2 separate regions of the Gossypium hirsutum genome follow, and region 1 is linked to region 2. A link is a contact called in public Hi-C data. All regions are on one chromosome and are shown on one strand. The core of a region is the stretch at or near the end of the contact, and the rest is flanking DNA. Distances in the headings are between cores, read along the strand shown.

Region 1 (6,136 bases), core at 2,951-5,450, 200 kb before region 2:
TTTGAATATTATTTGGATGAGTAAATTGAAAAATTATTTGTTAATGTGATTAATTTGATAAAAATTGAAGTAAGGACTAAATTTTAAACTTGAAAAAAATTCTGAAATTAAGGATTTAATAGAGAGATTAAATTTTGGATTTTTATGATAAGACTATAAGAATATGATATTTAAAGTAAACTAGCATGTTCTAGATTAAAAGGACTAAATTGAGAAATTTTTAAAAGTTCAAAATTTAAGAGTTGAAATGTGAAAATCTAGAATATTAATATCATAGTTGTTATGTATGGTTTTTTATTTGAAAATTTTGAAAAGAGAACATTATGTGATAAAAAAAATGATGTTATAGGGACTAAATTGTAAAGATTTTAAAATTTAGAAATTTGAAAAAAAAGGGATTGACTTATAAAGATCTGGGAATTCTGGGCTGTTTTTGGAAAAAGCAGATTATGTTTTCAGGGACTAAAATCATAAAACAGTAAAATTGAACTTCAAAGACCAACTTGTAAAAACTGCAAAATTGGAATTTCATAGAATAACAATATTAAGGTGAAGTGAATTATATATGGAAAAGAATATGATTAGGAGTAAATGTAGCTGCCCACGACAATTCAACAGCTGCAATTCTCTTAGGTTGAGCTAGAAATATTGTTAATACAAATTGGTAATTTGAGACCTAAGTATGGTCCTATTGAAAACAAAAAGTGCCATCAATTTGGGCTTCTTTCTCAAAATATTGCCGAAATTTAGCATGTACATCCAAACCACCGACCACCCATATGATCCAGCCAAAGCCCAGGATATAAAAACCCAACATCACCATCATCATGAACATATCATTAGTTTGGATGAATCTGGGGATTATAAAAGGAGTTTCAATAATCATTTATATAGATTACAAATGCAACAGCCAAAAGAGAAGCATAAACTTTGAAAACAGAGCGAGAGGAGAAATATAAACATGTGCTAAGCAATTAGATTGGGGGTGACTTTCAAGTGCACGCTTTGGATTGAATCAAGGGGACAACAAAACTAGCTGATTGGGACTTGAAAAGTTTTAGAGAATGTTTCTTGGTTTTATTACCTAGATAAAGTGCACATTGAAAAACCCACTACCATTTAAAAAGCTCCAACAAAAAGAAAGCTTTTAAGTGCAGAGAATACATTAAGCAAAGAGTAAAAGGATCACTACTTTCTGGTCCTTGACCTTAATCATAAGTGCAATAATTACTAACCCTTTTTCATATAAAAAAAGTTGTCAAGAAAAAGGAAGAGTTTCTAACTCTAGATTACAGATGTAATAATGAAAAAGATTATCAAGGGATTTGGAATTAGTTTCTGATACGGTAATACCTGTTGTCAGACTGCTTTTCTTTTGCATGTTAATCAGTAGTGATGAAATATGAAAAGATGATGAACTTTTTCATGGGTAGTGTTTTTTGAAGTCTATTGAGTGGCGGATATAATTATGGTTTAAGAGTAGAAAATTATGTGTTTGCATGGGGAGAGCCTGGTTGATTGGTAAAGGATTGAAAGCAGTCATTGGGTGGCCTAGGTTCTCTAGTGCCTTGACTTGGGACCTGAGGAACTTTAGGTAATTTGCAGCTTCATCAAGCATTGATGCCGTATCCATCTTGTTCCCACCAGGGACCAACCTCTGCAAAACCCTAATTCTCTCACTTATCCTTTCCCTCCTTTGCCTTGCAGCCACTGTTTGTGGATCCGTTGAGATTCTCACGTTCTTCCTTTTTGGTTTCTCCATCACTTCCATGCCTAAGTTCACAGGCCTGAACGCTGCAGCCCGATATATCATCTCTTTCATTTGTGCAATGGCCTCTGGGTCAGGTTCATCAATGGAAGATGATGCTGATGAACTTGGCTGTTGAAAATTTATGTTGGATGAGCTCGGGAGCGCCTTTTCTAATCTGGGTTGCTTTGATTTTGGTGGGTTCTTATCAATAAGCCTAAAACCACCACTTGTTGCAGCGGAAATATTGGAGTAAACACGAGTTAGACCAACTTTGAACTCACTTTGATCATCATTTCTTCTCTTTGAAGAGCTAGAGTTTGTTTCCGATTGTTTCATATTGTTGGTATATTGATCCGAACAACTCTGGGACTCTCCGGATGAGACTGGAGTAGTAGTACTGGTAGTAGCAACAAAATTCCATAAGCTCTTGCAATCAGAGAATATCATTGAGAGCCCATCATCTTCAACTGATGTATCAGTGTTGCTATTAGTAGCTGAGAGCAAGCATTCAAGGGACTCAAGAGAGCTTGCTGTTGTTGTTGTACCACCAACGACAGCGTTTCCATTTGGTAAACCATTGATGACTTGTGAGTGAACCGCCATGCTTCCAATAACAGAAACTGAAGCGTTTGATGAGTTCAAACCATAGGCTGAGCTATTCAACAATGGAGAAGAGCACCATTCTTGTGTTATACCACAAGCTGATGCAGGAACTGGCTGTGGATTAACCATTTCAGATACTATATCTGCATCTGGATTCACAAGGGATGGCTGAGCATCTTGGAGTTCTTGAATTGAATTAACGAAGATATCATCTGGCAGATTCATCTTGTCACCATAAACGGAAGAATTTGAGTTGGAAATTAGGAAACTGTCTTCTACATCATTTGGCTCACTGTTCCAAACAGGCAATGAATTTAATTCATCCCATCCCAAGCCATCCATGGCTGAAACTTTTTTTTCTGAGCCCAAAATAAAATAACTTCAACATATTAATCCAAGGATTGAAAGAAATGCAGATGAATATATAAAGTTGATAGAAATTTGAGTAAAAGTACATACCAAATCCAGATCCTACTGCAGCTGGTTGAGTTTGGCTTCGACAAAAAGACACAAGTGAAAAATATTTGTCGCAATTCTTTTAACAGAGACTAAGTTGGACCAAATCCTCTCTAATTCTTGATCACGAAGCATCAGTCATGGAAACTGAATGATAAACATGAAACCATAAACAAAATCATGCATACGACGAGTTAAGGGAATTAGATTTTTCATCTACCTTAAGCTATTCTGTATATAAACATAGTTGACACACTCAGTAATGTTGTTAAAAGGCATGCATGCTTATATAGATAGGTAAGGGAAAAAAAAACAAAAAAAAGAGAACTAGTTTTATAATCCAACAAATACTTTGTATTAGGACTTAAAATAAAAGAAAAAAAGAATAGCTTAACATAAAATAACATAGTTTCAAAAGTTGAAAAGAGGTGTAATCAGTAATGTGGAGTGTGGAAAAGATAAGGCTTTCTGGGTCAGTTTGGTGGGTGTGTATGGATATATATTTCTGCAGATGGGGAGCATTTGAGATATTAGTGAAGCATATTTAAACTATATAGTTTAATAATATATATATATATATTTCTAGTGCGGGAAATAATCTGACATGACATCCTTTTGGTTGCTCATGGAAATTTAATGTGCACTGTAAAGTTTCAAAAAAAAAAACTGCAGTCAAAACAAGCATCTATTTGACAGTCTCTAATTAATCATGACTGGTATCCCAGTTTCCAGTCTCAACTATGGTACCTACCCACATATCAGAATTAAATGCTCGTTTATAAGGGTGAGGTGAATTTAAACATTTCAGTACAGTGGCATCAATTAAACAGCAGCTACGCTTCATAGATTGCCATTTTGAGTAGTGGGGGACTGCCTGATATATGTTTGCAGGCCAAAGGAAAGGGATAATCAGAGGATCAGAGGCAGAAGATAATAGATATATAGACAGTGCAGAAAGCAAGTTGCTTACAGAATTTTGTCTCTTCAACCATTCTAATATAACATACATATAATATATTTTCATTTCACTTTATTAAATACAGATGGTTGTACTTGCAAGAGGGAAAGCAGAGAAAGAAATAGAATAGAGAAAAGAAAAGAAAAGAGAGTCGTACCCACATGCGCCCCATCATTACAACTCAGTGAATGGGTTCCCCTTTGTATATGCCACTGCCAACCTTTCCCTTATATTGTCAACTATGTGGCGTTTTTCTTCACCAAATCTGCAGATAAGCAGTGAGAATATATACAAGGAAGGAGCATTAAATGAGTGTTTTCAGTAATTAGAAGTAGTTGGTCTTAAATCCTAGAGAGTTTGACGGTTGAACTTGATTTATCCTGTCACAATTACCAAACCATCCATGATCTTATTGAAAGATATGTCGGGTGCCACCTATTCTCAATCTTTTTCATGCTCATTTGGGAGTCCATTATTTTTAACATTTCCTGGGTACTAAAATTTAATTCAAGCAATTCACCTCTGTGCGTTAATCAGGCTGGCCGATGTGTTGAAAATATTAAAATGAAGATAGGTCCACAAGTATTGTTAATGGTGGCCTAATATTTTTGTAATTTATCGGATGGTCCCCCTATCTCTTATCAAAATCCAAATAAATGCCGCTATGATCCTCTCTCCCGCGTTATTTCTGCAAAAATCCTAAACCGTTATGAACACGTGAAGGCAACACTCCGGATCACATGTGGCGCATCATGATTGGGAGCTTCCATAAATGGATAGCCATCTCCCACGTGGGCGAAATCTAAACAGGGGGACTGTGGGGACCATGGAGTATTTCAATCATCCAAGACTCCAACTTTCAACGGTTCAGTTGTGATTTGCGTCTGCATTATTTATCTTTCATCTTCAAAATAAAAAATAAAAAAATAAAGAAGTTACCGGTATAATAATAAATATAATTTTTAAACAATACCCATTCAAATTATAACAATTAGATTATAAATAAAAAATTATGTAATAAATATATTTTAAAAAAATTTACCTTTATACTTTAATAAAATTTTCACTACTATATATAATACATGTTCTTTCAATTTATCCGATTTGTATTCAACCTTTTAGTACTTAAATTTAATAGTGTTAAACTCTAACATGTACTAACATGGTGGACCCAAGGAAAATGCTGAATGGTATAGAAGAGGGACTTGTATTAAAATTTCCCTTTTTTAAACCTAACATATTAAATAAAACATAAATAAAATAAAACAAAATAAATATTTTTAATAAAATTCAATGAAATTGTGACATGTTTTAACAAAAGTTAATTCCCTTCTAATATATTTTTAAATTTCCATAATTAAAATAAATAAATAAATTTAATTAATTACTTGCGTAAATTATACAAATGGTCATACAACAATGCTCGCCTTCTTGTTTTGGTCACCTGTAGTTGAATTGATAATGAAAAGCCTTATTCTAACTGGTATGCTAACACATTTAGTTCACAATACTTACATGTTTTATTAATTTGATCCTAATTCTAAATAATTAAAAAAAATTAACCCTTCATATTTACAAATTCTATCAAAATGATCCTTAAACTTTCTAACCAAAGCTTTCAGCTTTTAAAATAGAGGCATCCCACATTTATAAATTTGTAAAACCCAAAATAGAGGCATCCCTAGTTGAGAAAATTTCTTTTCTTTTTGGGTTTTACAAATTTATGGATGTGGGATGCCTCTATTTTAAACGGTGAAAGCTTTGGTTTGAAAGTTTGAGGATCAAATTGATAAAATATGTAAGTATTGTGAACTAAATGTGTTACTATACCAATTAAATAAGGCTTTTAGTTATCAATTCAACGACGGGGGACCAAAAGAGGAATGAATTCAAATAGTAGCGCCTAAATTTTAATTTTTTAAAGTTAGGTGACCAAAAGAGAGAAACAGGCATAGTTTGGTGACCATTTGTATAGCCTACCCTAATTACTTTTACATTTTAATTGTTAATTAAAAAAATTTTCTTCGTCGTGGTGTCCCTTTCTCTTCCTCTTCTATTTTTTTTTTGTCAAAACCCTAGTTGCACTTTATCATCATGTCTGTCGATGAATCGACGATTAGGGACCTCCAACAAATAACCCAAAAATCTCATTCTCTTCTAATAAAACTTTTTTTTTCAAAATCAGCACCAAAACTTTCCTCAAGAATTCTCTAACTTTTGGTCCTTCAATCCGCTTTTGTGATTTTGATCGTCAAAGAGATAAATTTCAATATATGTTCCTTCTCGCCTTGAGTGTAACAACTCAATTTTAGAAAATGTTGGAAAATATAGTTTTGAAACTCAATTCCGTAAACTGAGTCAGTGAAAAT
Region 2 (6,161 bases), core at 3,309-5,808:
TACAGGTTGGCTACCTTGATGCCAAGAATGGGTCAGCAACAAGTCAACTGGATGGAGGCAGGACATGTGTTTGTCGAATATGTCAGGGACGCAATGGTTGCAAACCGTCGGATGGCGAGGTCGATGAATGTAGAAGTATATTCACGATGTAATGAAAAGTTTCGTGTTACAGAGACCATCGATCATCGACCCGGTATACCACCTAGGTCCTACGGAGTTGATCTTTGAAATAGACGATGCGATTGCAGGAGGTTCCAAACACTTCATTATCCTTGCGCACATGTTGTAGCAGCTTGTGCTAAAGTCTCGCTCAATGTAGATCAATTTATGAACGAAGTGTATACCCTCGAACGCACGTTGCTTGTATGAGAGAATGAGTTCCCGTGCTTCCTAACCTATCTAGAGGTTCCTCCGACGACATTCGAGCTTGTCCCAGACAAAGGGTTGCGTAGGAACCCAAAAGGTCGTTCGCAATCATCTAGAATCCATAACGAAATGGACATTAGAGAGAAATTCAATGGGAAGTTGTGTGGAGTATGCAGATTACCCGGTCATAATCAGAATAAATGCCTGCTCTGAAACTACCATATTGGACAATTATCGCGATTGGATAGAAATTAAGGTGTTGTTCATTACATGTTGGAAGAAAAAGTCCAGCCGAATAGCATTAAATGGATTTTTTAAGCATTTTAAGATTGATTGTTTTTAATACTCCTCTTTTTTTTGCTATTATGTACTTCAACCCAAGCAAATCCAAAATTGGCCTTCAAAGCACATGTTTATATATAATTTACAGACCTACTCCGGGTGAAGCATGACTATTTGTGTTCATATATACTTAACCCGGATTTATTATGTATTTCATTTACTATTATAATTACATTCTTCAACCAGGGGAATGATGACTATCCTTTGTAATAAAATGATAAAAAAACTCATTACATAAATAGTCATTACATAATTTGCCAAAAATAAATTAAATTGATAAATAAAATGCCAAAAAATTTATTACATAAAAATGAAGTTATTTATATTACAAAACCCCCTAAAATTGATGGTTTGATGGTGTGGTTTTAGGGGTATATTTTGGTGGAGCCCGACGTTCACGTTGTGGGCGACTATGGCGACCAACGTTCTCTTCATCCGTATGTGGGGGTGTGTGAAACATAGACGAAAAATCATATGTTTCAAATGCTATCGATGAACTTGAGCCGGGAGGAGTAGAATACGACGGTGGATACGGGTCGGGAGGAGTAGAGTACGGCGGTGAATACGGCTCTGGAGGAGTTGAGTACATGGGTGGATACGGGCCGGAAGGAACGGAGTACTGAGATAAATATGAGCCGGGATGACTGGAGTACTGAGGTGGTAGTGGGCTGAAGATATCAAACTCTGAATGATATCCGTGGCCTGAGGAGCCGGAGAAATAGTCATCGCCCCCTAAATCTGGATGATAAGAACTACCTCCAGAGTGTAGTTCCGGCTCTGGCTCCGGCTTTGGTGCATGATGTGGATCTGGGAGATGTTGCCCAATTCGTGTCGTATATCGGAGGACTACCATCGACCACCCACCAAACAAAAATGGTTTCCCTATCTCACAGTACAATTGTAGGTACTGTAACGAGGGCTGGAGATCCAAACCACGATCCATCTGAGGTACCCTCCCAAACTGATTGTTCCACATCGTAACATATTATTCATGCTCATCTCCCCAATCAAGCCCATGCTTCCCCCTCCTGGTCATCCCATGGATATCCCTCAATCGTACTGGCGAACTCGGGATACATTGTATGCAACCGAAGTACTCGATCGCCATGATACCACTCTACTATTTGAAAATTGATAACGGGTGCGCTAATGCACCATAAGTTTGAGTGGACGCAGGTAGAAGAGGGAATAATCGCCATAATTTCTAGAACAGAATACGGCATCCAAATGAACTTCACAGTTAATCACATTTTTATATTAACGCAGGTTGAGTGAAATAAAATAATAAAATTAAATTGATATTGGAAAAACTTACCCCCTCTCCAGAATGATTCTCAATCATCAGACGGTATATCAAAACCGTGTATGACCTCCCGATACCTGGATTTGTGCTCCATCTACGAAAAAATTGTTAGAACAACATAATCCAAAAAAAAGTCAACTAATTGTTATAACGCATAAAAATTCATCACCTATTAACGAGTGGAAATAGATATGATTGGTGACTAATTGATGCCAAGAATGGCATCCGGTAAAGTGCCCACGACTACAGCAGTATGAGGCATTCGCCTATGTCCATCGCAGAAGGATCTGTCGTCCGACAAAGTTCACGATACAACATGGCTAACACTGCGGAACCCCAACTGTATGAACGGGTGTTATGCAAATTAGATAATAGGGGTAAGTACATCAAGTGAATCGTACTATCGTTTGAATCCGGCATAAGTACACCACCTATAAGGTGCATAATGTAAGCTTGAATGGCCTGCATCACCTCCCATTCATTGGCAGTACTCGGCAAATACTCAAAAATTGGCCTTTAGCCATGAAAATCTCAAACTGGGAAATTTCCCCTCACTTGGCGAGTGTCCAAGTAATTTATAGCAAAGGGTTGCCGGCCTGGAGATCGAACTTATGCCCGTGACCGAGTTCCCGTCGATGGGGAGCCCGAGCTGTAGTGCAACGTCTTCTAGAGTGATGGTGCACTCCCCGCACGGCAAATAAAATGTGTGGGTCTCCGGACGCCATCGCTCGACTAAAGCGGAAATCAAGTCATATCGCAAATCAAAAGTCCGGATCAATGCCACTGATCCAAACCCGGCTAACTCCAAGAACGGTATTAGGCGTTCATCTGGCCGAAATCCTATACTATTAACACGGCCTCTCAATACGCGGTACGGCTCCTGACATTATTATATTAGCGAAATAGTTAATACAATATAATTTAATTCAACAAATAACATAACTATGAAATAAAAATTTTATTACCATCTCATTAATGGTACTTGATATGTGATTTGTATTATCAATCAAAGAACCCATTTGTTACAAATCTGCAATTTAAAAAAAATTGAATTCATTTTTTCTTATTTCAAAAGATACAATAAATTATTTCAAATTTTAGAAACAAACACGATAAATATCTCATAATTTCCCATTATTTACCTACAATAAAAAATTATGTTAGATAACAGTAATAATATAATTAAAAACATATAAACTATCTAAATATAAAAAACATTCGAATTTAAAAAAAAAAAGAACTAGAAACATACCTAATTAGAAGAACATCCAAATAACCTATAAAATTATATAACAACAAATTAATCAACATTTTAATAAATCAATAAAAATTATCAAATAAATAAATAATAATATAAAATTACATTATATAAAAATGACATTAAAAAATCACAAATCACAAAACACTAAACTATAAACACTAACAATTTATAATCATAAATTACTAACACAAAATAACTATAAAATTATTTTTTTAAATACATTACTAAATAAAAAATCATAATACACTAAACCACTAAACACTAACAATTTATATAACCTAATATTAAATTACTAATAAAATAGCTATAAAAATATTTTTTAAAAATATATTACTAAAAAAATCACAATACATTAAACCACTAAACCACTAAACACTAGCAATTTATATAATCTAATCTTAAATTACTAATAAAATAGCTATAAAATTATTTTTTTTAAATATATTACTAAAAAAACACAATATACTAATACACTAAACTACTAAACACTAACAATTTATATAACCTAATCAACTATAAAATTATTTTTTTTTAAATATATTATTACTAAAAAAATCACAATACACTAATACACTAATACACTAAACACTAACAATTTGTAACCTAATCCCATAAATTATTAACAAAACAAATAACTATAACAAAATACAAAACACTAATAATTTATAACCTAATCATAAACTACTAACAAAATAACTATACAATTTTTTTTTAAAATTTACATTGCTAAAAACTCACAAAACACCATAATTTTATAATAAATTACTAAAATAATACATTACCTTTTTTTTTCTTCTTCTTTTTCCTTCTTCTTCTCCTTCTCCTTTCTCTCCTTTCTTTCTCACAATCGGTGTTTGCTTCAACTTGGAGGGACCATGCTTATAAGGTCCCCATAAAGTTTTTTTTTTCTATGAGTGATATAACTCATGCATGGAGAAAATATGGGCAGCATGCAGGGGCAGCAAAAGCAGTGACAGCAACAGCAGCAGGTGAGGGTTGTTGTGCCTACCTGTCAAGCGCGACTAGTCGCGCCTACCTAACAGGCACGACCCGTTTCGAGTATTTTTTACCTGTATAAAACTCATATTTTTATATATATATTAATATAACTATTAAAAAATAATATAATAATAATTTTTTAAACAAAAAAATTAATATTAAAAAAATAGGTTACGCCTATCAGATAAACACAACTTAAAAAAATACTATTTTCGTAATTAATTTAGCTGACAATCTATTTTCAAATATAATTTTTTTTATAATATAATGGTAAAAAACTCGAAAGATGATTTTGACAATAATGATAATACATAATGGCTCCAATTATTTTCCATTTGTTGAAGCAGAGGGAAAGTTTCAGCAATGGCGGCCATGAATCTCGTTTCAGCTAGGGTTCACTCTTTCAATTAAAAGTGAGGAAAGGGTTTTCAATTTCGAAATCCAAGGGCTACAAATTGGGACCGCGAGCTACTTTGGTAGAACCGGGAGGTAGAAGCCGGACCAAGAGGAGATGGTTCTTCGGCGACTCTGTAGGCGTCGAGAGGGGACCCTGCGACGGACCTTCAGACGGAGGCCAAGGCCACGGCACGAACCGTCAATGCCTCCTTTACAGCCTCGAGCTTCTTGCCAACAAGTATGGGTCACGACTGACGACCTGTCCAGGTTAGGCCCCAGAAAATATGGAAAAAATAAAAACTGAAAATTGACTAATAATAATAGTAATGAGTTCGATTTGGATTTGATTCTTTTTTTAATTAGATTTGATTTTCATTTGATTAATAATAATTGACTATATTATATTTGAATCTATTCTAACGGTTGGAAGCGTGATGGATAATTACAAGCTGAAATACTAATTTTATTACGCAAATAACACAAATACAATTATCTTTTTAATTCTATTCTGCTGCTAGTTTACAACTCTCTTCACTCGCAAAACCTTTTCTTTTTGTTATTATTTTTTTTTCAGGATCTATTATACCAACCCATGAACTATATTTATAATAAAGTTTTAATCGACATTAAGAATTTTTGCCTACTGTCATAATTATCCTTTCATCCTTAACCTTCAATATTTCACGAACCTTTCAGCACATTTATCATTATCATCATTTTAGTCCCTGCTGCCACGTTATTGATTTTTCAAGCTCCAGACCAATTTTGACAGCTTACTATCCATCTTGCAAGCTAGTCTCTTTGTTGCCTCATCTACATACTTAAAAGACTTAAGAAATCATTAGTCAGCTGTCACTTACTAAACCACGTTATCTACATACTTAGCTGACTTTAAAAGTCGGTTTGATTTCTAACACTTCCCATTAAATCGAGCTTTTCATTCCAATCTTTTCTTTGAGTTTATAGAATACGTCCGTTTTCAATGGCTTCGTAAAAATATCTGCCAATTGATCTTATGTTCTGTAGTAAATTAACTCCACTGTTTTATTCTTCACATGCTCTTGAATAAAATAATACTTTGTATCGATATGCTTGCTTCTACAATGAAACACTAGATTCTTTGTAAGAGATATTGTGGACTTGTTGTCAATATAAATTGTAATTGGACTTTCTTTTATAATAGATAATTCACTCAAAATATTCTTCAACCAAATTGCTTAACACGTGCATGTTGCAACAACCATTTATTTTGCTTCACATGTTGAGAGGGCTATTGTTTGTTGCTTTTTGATGACCATGAAAATGTCATGGAGCCAATATGGAATAAATATTTGGATGTGCTTTTACGATCATCCAAGTCACCACCATAATCATTATCTGAATAACCAACCAATTTTGAATTTTGTGAGTGCGTATAAAATAAACCATGTTTGATGTATCTCAAAATTCTCTTTATTGCAATCAAGTGATCTTGTTTTAGCTTCCCCATATATA

Evidence for each region. Hi-C and Micro-C count contacts between places; a contact is called where the count stands out from the background.
Region 1: a contact with region 2 is called in a Hi-C map of leaf, with 2.0 times the contacts expected there. The contact joins the promoter of LOC107951810 here to the promoter of LOC107951938 in region 2. A contact is called at or near these places in 2 of 34 Hi-C or Micro-C datasets (callus and leaf).

What each region holds. Positions count from the first base shown.
Region 1 is chrA02:82,993,384-82,999,519 of Gossypium_hirsutum_v2.1, reverse strand. It overlaps LOC107951810 (transcription factor bHLH87), which reads right to left and starts at 4,200. Exons shown (of 4, transcript XR_001698621.2): 1 at 3,925-4,200; 2 at 2,813-2,956; 3 at 1,354-2,712; 4 at 507-854.
Region 2 is chrA02:82,790,662-82,796,822 of Gossypium_hirsutum_v2.1, reverse strand. It overlaps LOC107951938, which reads left to right and starts at 4,558. Exons shown (of 2, transcript XM_016887123.2): 1 at 4,558-4,934. The coding sequence starts at 4,783.